Linked DNA regions of Capsicum annuum: region 1 is linked to region 2. A link is a contact called in public Hi-C data. All regions are on one chromosome and are shown on one strand. Each heading gives the region's core, a stretch centred on a gene start, on an enhancer-like site or on the middle of the called end of the contact. The rest is flanking DNA. Distances are from core to core; before and after follow the strand shown. Region 1 holds the start of LOC107845976. Region 2 holds the start of LOC107845978.

The links. A called contact is a pair of places that touch in the nucleus more often than the background predicts.
Region 1: a Hi-C map of leaf shows a contact between it and region 2, with 2.8 times the contacts expected there. The contact joins the promoter of LOC107845976 here to the promoter of LOC107845978 in region 2. A contact is called at or near these places in 2 of 5 Hi-C or Micro-C datasets (leaf and placenta).

The regions. Positions count from the first base shown.
Region 1 is chr10:164,657,186-164,662,363 of UCD10Xv1.1, forward strand. LOC107845976 reads left to right here and starts at 2,022. Exons shown (of 4, transcript XM_016690503.2): 1 at 2,022-2,163; 2 at 2,273-2,363. The coding sequence starts at 2,295.
Region 2 is chr10:164,419,039-164,424,018 of UCD10Xv1.1, forward strand. It overlaps LOC107845978, which reads left to right and starts at 1,808. Exons shown (of 3, transcript XM_016690504.2): 1 at 1,808-2,240; 2 at 2,888-3,262. The coding sequence starts at 2,898.

The sequences.
Region 1 (5,178 bases), core at 772-3,271, 240 kb after region 2:
TGGGGAAGGATGGTTGAATTGGATGCTCATTTCAGAAGTTTTATGTGATAAAAAAGTGCCCCCGAAGCTTAAAAGTAAGTTATATAGAGTGACAGTCCAATCGACTATGTTGTATGAAGTGAAGTGTTGGCCAGTTAAGAACTCCCACATTCAAAAGTTGAAGGTGGCATAGATGAGGATGTTGAGATGGATGTGTGGCCATACCAGGAAAGATAGGGTGAAGAATGAGATTAATCGGGAGAAGGAGGGAGTGGCTTCTGCGGAGGATAAAATGCGAGAAGTGAGGTTACGTTGGTTCGACCACGTGATGAGGAGGGGATTTGATTCTCTATTGCGGAGGTGTGAGACACTGCTATGAATGATTTTAGGCGGGGTAGAGGTAGGCTGAAGAAATATTGAAGAAAGGTGATTAAGCATGATATGCAGTGGTGGATCTACCCTTTGCCAAGGGGGTTCATCCGAACCCCCTTCAGCAAAAAATTATGCTATATATGTATGGTAAAAAAATTTTTATGTACATATATTAGATGTTGAACCCCCTTCGATTAGTTCGTATGTTCACTTATGAACCCCCTTCGTGAATATCCTGGCTCCGCCACTGATGATATAGAGCAGTTACAGCTTACAGAGGATATGGCCTTTGATAGGAAGGTATGGAGGATGCGGATTAGGGTAGAGAGTTAGAGGGTGAGAGTACGTCGGTAACAACAGGGGAGTGTTCTTTATTTGTGTCTGAAGTTTCTTGTTCATGGTGTTGAGTGATGTCTTTGGTTTCGAATAGATAATTTTTAGTATTATCTTGTGGCTAGCGGTGTTAGTTTATTTTGTATACTGTACTAGTTTATATGCATTTATGTTTTGTGTTTGTTATACTGTTACTGGTCCTAAGTCGAGGGTCTATCGAAAATAACCTCTCTACTTCACCTGAGGTAGTGATATGGTTTACGTACACTCTACCCTCCTCAAACCCTACTATGTAGGAATACACTGGGTATATTGTTGTTATTGTTGATTTTATTAAAAATTTAAACCAAAATAAAATATATTTTTTGAGAATATTTTTATTATTTAAAAATAAAAATAAAACATTTCCTAAAATTCAACTCTTATCTTTAAAAGAAAATCTTTTTCACAATTTTCAAAGAAACCTACTAAAAATGAAATAAGAGTTAAAATCTTTAACTTAAAGATAATATTTTGACATAAATAAATACTTAATATCAAAAATAGATTAAAGCTTGGAGAAGATAAAAAATCACGTGTTTATAAATATTAGATTTAAGTAAAAAAAAAATTAAAATCGAACACTTTGAGAAACGCTATGTAATTTCCTCTGAAATTATTCAGGAGAAGGTGGGAGTGGTGTCGGTAGAGGATAAAATGTGGAAAGTGAGGTTGAGATGGTTTGGCCGTGTGATGAGGAGGGCCGCAGATGCCCCGGTTCGTAGGTGTGAGAGGTTGGCCTTGGATGGTTTCAAGTGGGGTAGGAGTAGACCTAAGAAATACTGGAGGGAAGTGATTAGATGTGACATAGAGCAGTTATAGTTGACTGAGGACATGACCCTGAATAGAAAGGAATGGAGGAAAAACATTAGGATAGAGGGTTAAGGTGGGTGAATGAGTCGTGGTAAGTAGGTAGGAGGGCTTGGATGTCTTTTGTTTGGCAGTGTTGCATATTTTTGTGGATGTCGTATCTATATTTTTTATCGTGTTCCATGCTTTTGATGTTTTTATATACTGTCCTTTGTCTTGAGCCGGGGTTTATCGAAAACAGCCTCTCTACTTCGTTAGAGGTAGTGGTATGATCTGCGTATACTCTATCCTCTCCAGACCCCATGTGAGAATCTACTGGATTTGTTGTTGTTGTTGTTGTTCGGTTTGTTTAGTTAGGTAATTTTACTGAATTATGAGCCCATTTAAAAGAGTCCAAACTACACTAAAGTTTGAACTTCTTTTTGTAAGCCCAACTACTATCCATTTTGTTTGTTTGTCGTGTTGCATTTTGGTGACCTTCCTGAACTTCTTTTTGTAAGCCCAACTACTATCCATTTTGTTTGTTTGTCGTGTTGCATTTTGGTGACCTTCCTGGAGATAATACAAAGTCAAATCACTTACATGTAATAAGATAGAGCTCCCTGTCCTCTTCCACCAAAAATTTGACAGGTAATTTAATTTAAATTTCCACTAAATTCTTCTCCTTGTTATTATTCTCTCTCTATATATTATTGCTATTGTAACTGATGATTCATTGTCTTTGTTGGACCATATACAGAGTTGAACAGTTTATGAGTTGAATGGAAGTGGCTTCGAATTTCCAAACTTTGTCTTTTGGACCAAGAATCAGTCGACCCTACGCGAATTTCGTGAGTTTTTATGTTGTCGTAATAAATTTGTCATCTGATCCGGATAACCTCGATTTTTGAGTTGTTTGGGGTTGTTTATAAGGGTTTTTGTAGTGTTTGAGGAAAAATGCTAGGGTGTTATTTTGAGAAGCTGTGTTATTTTGAAGTTTTAGGTTCCTTTCTTCGTAACACTGTTTAGGAATACTTTATGTGATTATCTTTTGCAAGATAATGGGTAATATACTCAGTTTATTGTCAAAAAAGAAATGATTTTTTTTAATAATTGTGGTGTCCAGGCCAGGCCCACTTTCGTGTACCTCGACTAATTCCTGGGATATCTACAACCTCTCACCAGCAACAAGTACCTTATTAACTCTGTCCACCAAGGCTAACCAGGCTAAGGCAGATGAAAAGAAATCAGCTAGTTTTTTGCCTCTGCTGGGACTTCAACCTAAGACCTCATAGTTCTCACCCACTTCATTGAGCACTAGGCCACACCCTTAGGTGCAAAAAGAAATGCTTTTTTTCTCTCACTGATTTTAATGATTGTTCAGGTCTTTGAGGGATCTTGCTTTGCTTTTTATCCATGGAGTTAGTTGTTTATACCCAAACTTATCTCTCATCTGGAAATAATATTTCTCTATTCTATGAAATAAATTTTCCAAAAGTATTCACTTTGGATCTTCCACGTATTCAGCTCGTCTCTCAGGCTCATGGCACAACTCCTATTTGCACTAACATTGTTGATAAAACCTTGATAATGAAAAGGCAAACTTTGGCACCTAAGGATGTGGCCTAGTGGTCACCAAAATGGGTGAGAACCATGACAAAAAACACTGGGTGATGTCTTCCCATTTATCATAGCCTTGGTGGATAGTGATACCTGGTACTTTTCATGGAATTAGTTGAGGTGCACACAAGTTGGACCAGACACCACAGTTATCCAAAAAAAAAAAAAAAGAAAGGGAAACTTTGTGGCAATTGCAGAAAGCCTGTTAAGTGTTAATTTCCCAAATTTATCATTGACCTTTTGATTGATCAAGTTCTTTTTTCGATCAATTGAATGTTTGATTGGTTAACACAGCTTTCATCCAAACAACAAAGGAGATGCTTTCAAATTAGTTCTCATTTCTGTCAGATTTCTGTTCCGTTTCCCTGCTTTTTCCTCCTCCTTTTCTGGTTTCCTATTCTTCTTGTGCTGAATCATTAAGAAGACACTGCCATGGATTCTTCTCTTCTAGCTCTCTTCGTTTTACTCATTTTTGTAAAAACATTGATCCATTGCTGGGTTTATAAGGACATGATTACAATGTCAAAATAAGAACATTGCTGCATTTGCGAGTATTTGAATGGATATTTCGGAGCTTGAGTTGTTAATGGTTGATGGTTACGCATAAAGCCATGATAGGGGTAAATGCTAAGGTTGTTGATGTGTAATATTCAGAAAATTAATGAATTAGTGTTACAACAGGCTGGCATGATAGAGGTAGTGGTGGTGAAGGTATGAATGTGGTGCAAAGTTGCTATTTGTCAAATGGAGACTATAGGTCCTAAAGTGAATTTTCGCCAGGGGATTTGGTCTTGTGGTAGGAGCACTAGCGCGATCATTGGATTAGATTTAAATCACGGGTTAGAACTGTGCTGCAGATAAAAACTTGATATTTAAGTGTAGAAGGGTAGAGGAGCAGCCTGCCCATTATCAACTGAGTTCAAATCATGCACCACTCGTATTTGAAGGTTTTTCGATTATAAAAAAAGATCCTAAAGTGAATATCTTTCATCTTTCGATATGGTAATATTTCCAAAAGTGATGGTTAAGGGCCCACAATAGAGCCATATAATCTTTTGGTCCTGCAGAAGTGTTTTTGTAGTTTTCGTTTGTTCTTTGCTTCCAGTAATCTTAAGTTTTGTTAATAAATATCCGTATGTCTGAGATATGTCTTTCATGATTTCATCTACTTCTGCCTGGTAATGATGGTGTTTCACTTCCTGTTGCTCATCTGCGGTTGCCACTGTTGCTGTTTTTGCTGTCTTTCTTTCTACCCTTGGAATTTTTAATCACTTAAATCCTAAGCTTTTCTTTTACCATTCTGCTGATAATGAGCTCTTAAGCCCCTCAATTCATCAGCTATAGTAAATTTCAATCAGTTTAACCCAAATTTGTTCCCTGGCGCGCTGCACCAGAGTTAGTGAACATGACAATTTGGCATGCTAGAAAACTTTCTCATGCAGGTAGATTACAGTTAATGCAAACAGTCCTTTTTGGCATTCAATCTTACTGGTCCCAACTCTTTATCATCCCAGCAAAGATCCTTAAACTTATAGTTTCCAACTGTAGACGCTACCTCTGGTCTGGTAACAATGCCATCACAAAAAACGCTTTAGTGGCCTGGGGCAGAATGTGTACCCCTAAGTCTATAGGAGCTCTGAATCTCATTAATACCCACCTATGGAACAAAGCTGCAATTGCAAAAACTAGTTGGGATCGAGCTCATAAACAAAACATATTATGGATTCGATGGATTCATACTTATTACATCACGACCAACTCAGTATCTACTGCTCCTACACCTAACCCAGGCTCTTGGATGATTAGAAAGATGATGACCACTGGTATTTTGGAGCAAACTCGAACACTGACACAGAGGCCCACATCTATCAGAACTATCTACCTGAAACCATTATGTGATAATCCTAGAGTTCCCTGGAGTTTATGCTGTTTGGCAATAATGCAAGGCCAAAAGCCAGATTTACTCTTTGGCTTCAATTGCAGAACAGACTACAAACTACTGATAGGCTTAGTGGGGATTGAATGTTGATACAAAATGCAAGCTAT
Region 2 (4,980 bases), core at 558-3,057:
GGTAATATGATTCAAACGCTTTTAGACATGTTTAACCAGGCTGAAGCAATTTCATCATCGACATATAGTGAAGATGTAGATAGAGAAGAACTAGCGAAAATGGTTGCTGTTATGTGTTTGTCTTTTAGTTTTCCTTCGCATCCCGATTTTATTCATTATATTCATATTCAACGAGTATATAATTCCTCTTTTAAAGTTTTTTCACGAAATACTATTAAAAATGATATTTTTAAATTTCAAGTTGAACATTGTCATTTTCTTCGTTGCTTATTTGATAAATTTGATGGTAGAATATCTGTTACTTCTGATATGAGTCGTAGTGTTATCGGTAATGATTGTTTTACTTTCACGGCTCATTGGATTAATCATGCTTGGAACATGCAAAAAATGAATTATTGCTTATAAATATGTTGATGAGTCTAAAACCGGCATGTATATAGCTAGTATAATAGCGGAGAGCATGAAATATTTTAGATTTATTGGTAAACCTATGACACGCACATTAGATAATGTTTCTAATAATTTGAAAGCTATTGAAAAGTTAAAAACTAAATTATGTCCTATGGATGAAAATCATTTTCATGTTAGATGTGCTGCACATATTTTAAATTTGGTAGTACATGAAGGTGTTTATTTGTTTGAAAATGGTTGTCTTAAAGTTCGAATTGCTTGTAGTTATATTTTTAAAAATAAAAGAAAGGCTGTAATGGATGATTTTAAATATAAATGTAATCAATGTGAACTTCCATATAGAAAAGTTCCAAAAGAAATTCCTACTCGATAGAATTCTTTGTTTCAAATGCTTGAAGTTGCTTTTATATATTGTAAACCTATACAATTAGTTTATAATGCTTATAATGATGATGTTAATTTAATGTTAGATGAAGATGATTGGACTGCAATACAAGAAGTTTGTAAAATTTTGAAAACTTTACATAAGCTACGGAAACAGTATCTGCTCAATATACTCTAACTATTTCTTCTATTTTAGTAACTATTACTGCTATTTCTAAAGTACACTTGCTGAATATAAAAAATTATGCCCCTACAAAGAGGCAATTGAATCTATGTTTGAAAAATTTTAAAAATATTATTTAAATATTCCACAAATTTTTTTAACAACTAATTTATTCAACCCATTTTATAAAGAACATGGTACAGTGATGTTGGTTAGAAAATTATACAACAATTTAGAAAATGGACCTCGTGAAAAGCCATCAGTTGAAACTTGTTGTGCTAGCATAGTACTTACCGTTGAGAGTTTATATGACTTGTATCAAGTTATGGAACAAAATATTGGGATGATCGAACCTACTATTTCTAGATGTAGATATGATGATTTAGATGACGAGATGGACGAAGAACTTGGTCTTCAATGTTGTAGGAGTAATGATTTTGATTTGTATTTTTCGCAGGATCGAAAAAGTATTAGAGATGAAAATGAAAAACAACAACTTTTATCATGGTGGAAGACCCGTATTAGGTAATTTTCAAAACTTTCAAGAATGGTTCGAGATTTGCTATCAACTCAAGCTTCTTCAGTTGCTTCGGAGCAAGCTTTCAGCGCAGGAAGATTTATAATATGAGATCATCGATATTCGTTAGCAAGGGATAGTTTGAAGATTTCGATATTATTTAGAGATTGGATCAATGCCGAACAAAGAAATTTTGGGCTCCCCAAATTATCGCCCCATATTGAAGACGAAATAGATGAAATTTTTGAAGAAAATAGTAACGACGGAATGGAAGAACAAGGAAAATGACCAATTCCGGAAGATTTATCCGTCGAAGAAATAGAAAATTTACGCCAAAAATATTATAGACAATTTAGATATTAATAAAATCGATAGAATTCAAACAGAACCCTATCTCTAATTCAAACAGAACCCTTAGATGGATGCATAGACACTGCAGCAGTACGTTATGTTCCGGTGTCACTTCGGTCCGATCCAGTTCCACACCGGTAGCCAGCGGATCGGTCTGAACAAGGGGAAAATTCCAATATTTTGGTTCCGGTAACACCGGTTCCGATGACGTAAAACGGTAAGGAAGCTCCGGTACCGGTTCCGGATCCGGTCAAACCAGTCCGGCGGTACCGGTTCCGGTCCGTTGCCAGTCCTACCTACGACATAACTGAAGTTAAAAAATACTGTGGTTATGTCCATCGGATTGGATCTCAAGTTCAGGCTTAAAACTCACATTTTAGTGAGAATGTGAATGTACTAAAAAGACACATTTTGGTAAGTGTCGTCACTTTCAGAATATTGACTCTTGTGACCAGTTTCAGATTCTGCATCTTTTAAAAAACTTACTGTTACGGGACATTTTAAAGAAATAAAAACACAGCACCTCCGAGATCTTCGACTTCAAGAGCAGAGCTAGAGTGTATTTTATGGGTCTGAGATCTTCGACTTTTGGACCGGAGCTAGAATATATCTTAGGATTCAATCAGTAGCTTTAGTGAAAGTTCTGTACATATTTTAAGAAATCTATTAATGTACTTATTATCATAATTTTAAAATTCTGACTCCGCTTCTAGTATAACTTAAATTTTACTTATTTTTTAATTCCATCAACTACTGCTACTGCTGTATAATCACATCACATCTCACTATCCCCTGTGTGACCCCAGCGGTGTAGGTCCCCTGTCTCATAGCTATTAGAACAGAACCATGAGCCTTTCTCTTTTACGTTATTGTTCTTTTCCCCCCTCTTTTCAGCATTTTCTTCTTCTCTTTTTTCTTTTGCTGCTAACTTTAAGATGTTTGAGTTAATATACCACCAAACACATCAACACACTTTGCTAAATTCTTCATATTTATAGAGACACAAGTCTTTACTCATGCAAGTGTATCATAAGAATCAAATCTTGAATTTTCTGTTTCAGTGTCATTGAAATGGCAAGAGTAGAGCTGCCTGAGGTGGAGTTAGAGTGCCCCGGACACAGTCACGGAGGCTCCATCAGTGACAAGGCTTCTTCTTGTTCTCAGTTTTATGTCAGTGCTGACGGGTCTCATGAAGATGATTACACCTACGCACGTGCCAGTGAGTGTGCTGGTTCAGTTGATATAGAAAATGGAGCGGATGAAAGTAAGGTGCATTTGGGGGAAATTGAAAGAGATTGCAGAATTTGCCATTTGAGTTTGATGAGTTCAGGAAATGAGTCTGGAGTTGCTATTGAATTGGGATGTTCATGTAAAGACGATTTGGCTGCTGCACATAAGCATTGTGCTGAAACATGGTTCAAAATCAAAGGAAATAAGTAAGTAGACCAAAGCTTGATTTTTCTTCCTTTCTTTTAGTTTTATAGTTGGTGAATATTGAACTTATGATGCCTATATGATCAATGTGGAACATCAATTTTACCATAGACAAAGCATCGTTTGATTACTCGTTTAGGAGACTTGCCGATTTCTCCATAGCAAAAGTGGATCTGCAACAACCACAACTTGTGTCATCGGCCGGCGGCCGCCAGGAATTCTCACGAAACTAATGGAAACCCTTTGTCAACTGACTAGGTATCCTTTACGGGATGCAAAGCTTTTTTCTCTTATGTAAATCCTAACTGTCAACTAATGTGGAAAATCTGTTGTACATTAAGAGTTAGGATTAAGGAGGAGAACAAGCTAACGAGCTAACGTGCTAAGTAGCACCCCTTCTGGGTGGATCCGACCCAATAGATATTTAAGACATTTAACATAAACGTGATGCTTATTAGATGTGATGATTGGCATCTCAACATGATGTTCTTTGTTGGCTTATGTTGTGTCCAAGATTCTCTCACTTTAATATTTTCAATGATATGCATTGGTGATTCTTGTGTTGGAAGTGTGTGCTTTTGGTGTCAGTAAATTATCTGTAATGTTGGAAATCGTGTGCTTTCGACAATCGGTGAATGTTCTGTAAGAATAATGTTGTCTGTTCTTGTTGGAAGAGATCTCATGACATTTAATGGAAAAAGAGACGAGGGTTAATTAAAGAAGCTGGCCATGGAATAAAATGAAAAGCAAAAGACTTTGACAGGTACTAATCCAGATTTGTAAGGACTGTTTATTCTTCCTACTATAGGCTTTTGTAAGCTTTTGCTCTTTAGTTTTTTTCTAACTGAAATTTGACATGTATATTTCTTTATCAAAGTAGAGATTGACAGATTATCCTTGAGAAAAAAGTGTTTATTTTCATTTTTTCGCGTTGAAGGATTATACTTTTCTGTCCTCACATGCTACTTATTCCACAAGTTTCAAAAAATTAATGACCAAAAATGGACCCAAAGGCTTACTAGCAAATGTTAAGATGCATCTCTTGGGCTTATTTGATGCTGGTTTCTTTTCCTTAAATACATATTCGCTTGACAGATACTTGAGTTTAAGTAGATGGATTAAACTGAAATATGGAATCAAAATTTAAATCCAAAAACCAGAGTATCTCAGAGTGAATAACTATAAATGTGTCATGTGAATTTTGACAAGGAACTGCATACACTACTTCTGAAATCTCTAGTGTTGGTAAATTAGATAAATCATAACAGTTTTAGTTTTGCTTCTATGCCTTTCACGGACAATATAGATTCATATGCAAATGACAAATCACTTAGCTCTCAAGAGAGTTATAAGACTGCTGTAATAACTTAGCATCTCTAGTGCGTGTACTTGCATGTGTTCTGTACGCGGAGGGTGAAGGGAGAGGGGTCGGATATCATTTGTGTCTTTGTTATAGAGCAGAAGTACTGTATGGTTCCAAACGCTGATACAGTGTATATAAATTTAAACATACATGATGCATAAATCTTTTTCTTCATTCATCTGCTGACTGATATGCTTTACTTTGGATCTTCCTCCTTCCACAAATGGAGGTGTTCCTTTTCTCTAGCTCAAGTAACTTCTTCGTTGTCACTCTAATTGCAAGTTCATGACGTTCTTGATTACACTTTCTGGCCAGTGGTTACTGTACTGATTGGAGTTGATAATTGAGATGTAAATT